Linked DNA regions of Manis pentadactyla: region 1 is linked to region 2. The links are chromatin contacts, called in public Hi-C maps. All regions are on one chromosome and are shown on one strand. The core of a region is the stretch at or near the end of the contact, and the rest is flanking DNA. Distances in the headings are between cores, read along the strand shown.

Region 1 (2,700 bases), core at 143-2,642, 140 kb before region 2:
AACTCCAACCACTACCAGAAGAGTCTGCTGGGCACTAGCAGAGACCACATCTTTTTCATCTTTGCATCTTTTGTGGCCAGCATAAGGCCTTGCACAGAATAGAAACTCAGTAAATATTGAATAGAAGCTTGCCACCTAGTGATCCTCAGAAAGCAATGGTAAAGGTGGGCATCCAGAAGCAGAGATATATTTAATCTGTGAGACATTAAGCCCAGGTTCAGCATTTTGCTTCTTCATTATAAAAAATATGTCCTGAGCCTCCATTACAGGTCCTGTGCCAGGTACTGGGGTTATTCAGTTAATTATTCATTTAACAAATATTTACTAAGCTCTTGACATGTTAAAGATTTGGGGATGATGTTCATTCTGCCTTCATGGGGCTCCAATTATCTGACTCAGCCTTGCATGATAGCTGGTCTGTTTCCCCACTAGATTATAAACCCTTCCAGGGAAGAGGGGACGAGGAATTCACATGCACACACACACCTCCCCTTACTCAGTATAGAGCCTCACAAAATAAAAGCATCCTATGTGTTTGGTAATCATGCCACTCTTCGGCTTAGAACCATGAAGCATTCTCCATTTCACTTACAGTAAATAACCCAAATCCTTACAACAGCCTATACTGATCATTAAGGTCTACGTCCCCCAACAATTGTCCTCTGACTGTCTAGTGGTCTACTATTCCTCAAACATACCAAGCAAGGCCTTTGCGCTTGCTGTTCTCTCTCTCTCCAAAGCTCTTCCCCTAGGTAATTAAAGGACTACCTTCCTAACTTCATTCAGATTTTCACTATCTAGTATGGTACGTATTATTTTTTTGTCTGAATTTCCCCTTCCTATAATGTAAGCAAATGTTCTGTTTGCTTTGTTTACTACTATATCCTCTACGCCTAGAAGAAGGTTTGGCATATAATAAACTCAATAAATCCTCCCTTGCACCCCTATTTCTGAGTTGACAGAGGCCTCAGATATTTTCTAACCCGTCCCACCTGATGAGCATACCCCTGGGCACTAAGTGTGGACAGCCTCTGTTTGCACATTTCCCAGTTTCTCATTCTGCTTTAGTCCACCGAAGCTGGCTCCACTTCTCTGGTACCTTCATCACAAGAACACCTCGACGCCAGGCCTGACAGTACCCGCCTGTGGGCCCCGCCTGGCCCTCTGGCTGCGAGCGAGAGTGGAAGCAGGAAGGGACAGCAACAAGAAGGTAGGTGACCCCAGGCCACACGACTGTTGAACGCCGCTTCTCTGGCGCCTTCTCCGCTCACGAACTAGGCTGCAATCCCAAGTCAGACCCCAGAGCCCCTTTCCCGCCAGGCAACGACCCTCCAGCATACCTGAATCTTTCACCTCACGCGGTGCGAGCCGCTCTCATAGGGCCCCGACTCTAGCCTCACTTCCGGTTCCTGCCCCGCCCCATGGCATTGTGGGAATCGTAGTTCTCAGCCTGCCCCCTTCTCTACAAGGACCAGAGCCAGCAGGCTTGGGCTTCCACATCCGACTCTGGCACTAGGGAGCTGCTACCCGCTGGAAGTGTTACCGCACCTCTCTGAGCTTCGGTTCCCTGTCTGTTAGCTGGGAAGTATAATCCCAGCTCCTTCCCGACTCACAGAGTCGCTGAAGGTGGCCAGGAGCTTTGATGTCTGTGAAGGACTGAACATTGCAAAACTGGGCTGAAACCAGACTTGACCCAGCTTGCAGCCTGGGCACCTTGTCCTGCCCTGGGTTTCCCCACGACCAGCAGGGCCCATGAGCTGACACAGCCCCCCTCACCACTACCTAGCTGTCCAGACTCACAACAGAGTTATCTGGGCTTGAGCAGGTAACAGTGAGTCTAGCCTCTGCCCACTCTCCCTTTTCCATCTCGCATCACATATCCACAGGGAAACTGAGGCTCAAGGACCTGCAACAACTCGCCTTAAGCCATGGCCTGATAAAAACTATCAGCCACTCTTCACTTTATTCCTGCAGTCCTAGGGGGCTCATGCTTTCAGAGAGATCCTAACATGAACGAGCCTGAAATAGCTCCTGCCCAAGAAACCACAGTCCTGCTGGATCCCTCCTCGGCCCCACACTGTTTCCTCCTCTGGACTTGTCTTCCATAGCTCCTCTAGCACCTCCCACTTGGCCCCAGTCCATGCTTCAATCCATCCTTTACCTCCTACTGGAGCATTTTTAAATGCTAAAATGAAACATTCTTTTTCCCTCAAAAGGCTTTTTATAAAACCAGCTCTAATGTGTCTTCTCTGCTCAGAGGCTGGCCCTGCCTTCCCAGTCAGCAGAGCTTGCAAGGTGGCTCAAATTGTCTTCAACAGTTCCCATCACACCTACCAGTTCTTACACACTTTGCACTCAGCCATACTGAATACCTGTCTCCTCTTCCTACCACTGCTCTTTCGTCACTTCACCTTTGAATGACTTCATGGCCACCTCCCCATAAGAAAGGCCTCCTAGCTGGTCTCACTGCCCACTCCCTACCCCCACTTCCCAGCCTCCACCCATTTGCCAAGTGACTATGTGTCACCCTACTCCAAACCATCAGTGGCTTCATTGTCCTTGGATGTAAAATCTCACCTTCCCGAGACCTTTCACAGCTGCCCCTCCAACCTTATCATTTTCTCCAGCTTGCTGTGTTCTAGTTGCACCTGTGTTCTTGAATTGCTTCAAACACACTAAAGGCCTTTGGGGATCCTATTC
Region 2 (2,700 bases), core at 88-2,587:
GTTTTCCATGGCCCCTGCTGCATTTCAGAATCAATGTAGCCTTTCTAAATACTCTCAAAGAGTTGGATGGAGGATATTCCTTGGAAGTCAGCCCCTCCCATTCCAGAGCAGCTTCTGCTATTCCACCGCATGAATTACAGATGCAAGAGGTTACTAAAGCCTGAATGTCTTGCATTCTGTCAATCAGGAAGGTGGGCACTAATGTTTGTAGTCATCAGTTGCTTCCATAGTAAATTACTGTTTAATTTATCCAAAGTCGATTGTGGATATGCCATGTTCAGTCAAGAAGAAACACTCTGGTTTTGAATTATGTGAGCAGTTCAGTCATCTGGTTCATGTCTAAGAATTATACATGGTTAGTTAGCATGCATAATTTGGGGCAACACTGTTTTGATGACTCTGTGACAGGAAATGTCACTGCATTAAACTCCTACGTTCTAACTCCAGTGATGCCCACACATGCGGGCACTAACTGTTAATGGAGGAGCAGTAGGGTGCAGGGGAAAAATAAATTGACTTGACACTGTAATTATCTGTGCTGGAACCCTGCCTCTGCCCATCATTAGCAGAATAACTTATAAGCAGTCCACTTGGTTTCTAAATCTCCCTCTCCTCATCTGTAACATGCTGAACAGATCTGAACTTGTTTTATATATATTATTGGGCCAATGGTATAATTTGTATGGATCAGTTAACTACAGAACGAGAATACAGCATTTATATGGAAAATGTTTAAAGCTCTTGTCTCTGGGTCCCACAGGCCTAAGTATAACACTATTCTGCATTTACTAGTTATGCAAACGAGCAAGTTTCAGCATCTTATCACGAAAAAGTTCACACACACAAAGACTAGAATAATTAAAATGGTGCATTAGTCACCAACTTAATCAATTTTCAATATTTTGCTAATATCGTTTCATCTCTCTTCCTCAACACATTTTTTCCCCCTGGAGATATTTTAAAGCACATTTGGGCGTTTTAAAACTCTCTGTGCTTCAATTTTCTCATCTAGGAAATGAAGATTATAGTATCTAACTCATGGCGTAGAACTGCACTGAGTACTCGATAAATGTTAGCTATTATTATTACTTATGGTGGTACCTCTATGCACCGCCCCCTCAGGGGTTGTAAAAGCACTTTGCCTTACAGCGTGTCCAACTTCAGACACAGGATCTTAAAGCACCATCCTGGAGAAAGCAGACCGTGTCCTGCGTTGCTAAGACTGCGGCCGCCCCCTTCAGGCATCCTTCGCCAGAACAGCTCGGTCAGGAAGGACTTTGTCCCTTGCAGGCTCCTGTTGCCGCGTGCGAAGATGAGGGGCGGAAATAGGAAATGGGGTTGGGCCGAGTTCCGGGCGCGAGGTGGCCCCGGGACCGAGCAGAGCGCGCCGCTCGTAGTCGGTGGCAGAGCCGCGATGTTCCGCATCGAGGGCCTCGCGCCGAAGCTGGACCCTGAGGAAATGAAACGGAAGATGCGCGAGGATGTGATCTCCTCCATACGGAACTTTCTCATTTACGTCGCCCTGCTGCGAGTCAGTGAGTGTCGCTTCAGGCTGTGGCCATGAGATCTGCAGGGAGCCTGCCAGCACTGCCCCCCAGCTCTTTCCCTACGGCCTTTGGTGGCCTTTGAGCTGAGCGGGCATGAGGAGCAAGGGGCTTGCGCGGCTTAGGGTGTGCGGGTCAGGGTCAGGGTGCCCGAGTCCACGTGGTGGCCCGGACTGCGGGGAGAATCGCCCAGCCCTAGCGTTCGAACCGAAAGGTTATCCCCCAGAGCAACTCGTTTTGTAGGCAGAGAAGCAGAGATCGAGAATTAGAGAAGTGGCCGGTTCAAGGTCACTCATCGGGTCAGTGAATGATCTTGACCTAGAATCCAAAATTCTTAATTCAGTACCAGGTTTCCTTCCTCCAGTGCTGACTTTTGAAACCCAAGAGGTTTTGTGCCTCTTTGAACATTTATAGTTGCTTTTTTTTTTTTTGAAGGAATGATAAAAAGATACGGGTCTACAGGATGAACGATATTACGTCAGGGATTGTTTGATTTTATATTTGGCAGAAACTATTTGCAGTGCCAGGTCTCGACAGTAGCCTTTGCGGGAGACAGGGCCTAAGATAAGAGTTACAGGCACACCGAGTATTAGAGCTGGATGCAGCTTTGTAGATCGTTCCTAGTTTTACTGACATGAATCTCAGAAGTGATTTGCCTTGCTCTCCTCATTCTCAGTTCAGTATTCTTTTCATTGCCCCTTGCTATATATTGTTGGCAGGTCTGGGTGGAGAGGCAGGGATGATTCAAATCAATGAAGGCCATACCACGGTCATTCTGCAGAAGGCTCTTGTCGAACCTAGGCCAGAGTCCACTGAGGCCAGTCAGTGCCATCCATTGTCTGGTATTACTCTGCTCCCAGGAGAGGGAGCCCTGGTGACAGCAACTCCCAGATCATCCTGCTGCTTCACGGGCTTTTTGCAACTCCCAGCTTTATTTCCTTCTCTTATGTTTTTGTTGACTTAGCTGCTGGTAAGATACGTGCTCATTCTCAGTGACCTTTATATCTGATATGAATTGATTTAGAAAAAAATACAGAATACTGTTCTGCATTAGCACTTTTTAAATAGAGACAGAATTCATGTATTATACAATTCACCCATTTAAAGTGTGCAGTTCAGTGGTTCATAGTATAATCAGACTTATGCAGCCATCATC

The links. A called contact is a pair of places that touch in the nucleus more often than the background predicts.
Region 1: a contact with region 2 is called in a Hi-C map of skin fibroblasts, with 4 times the contacts expected there. The contact joins the promoter of TRMT10B here to the promoter of TOMM5 in region 2. A contact is called at or near these places in 2 of 3 Hi-C or Micro-C datasets (fibroblasts and skin fibroblasts).

The regions. Positions count from the first base shown.
Region 1 is chr3:187,858,588-187,861,287 of mManPen7.hap1, reverse strand. TRMT10B (tRNA methyltransferase 10B) reads right to left here and starts at 1,392. Exons shown (of 10, transcript XM_036888398.2): 1 at 1,341-1,392.
Region 2 is chr3:187,717,437-187,720,136 of mManPen7.hap1, reverse strand. It overlaps TOMM5 (translocase of outer mitochondrial membrane 5), which reads left to right and starts at 1,337. Exons shown (of 2, transcript XM_036888339.2): 1 at 1,337-1,535. The coding sequence starts at 1,415.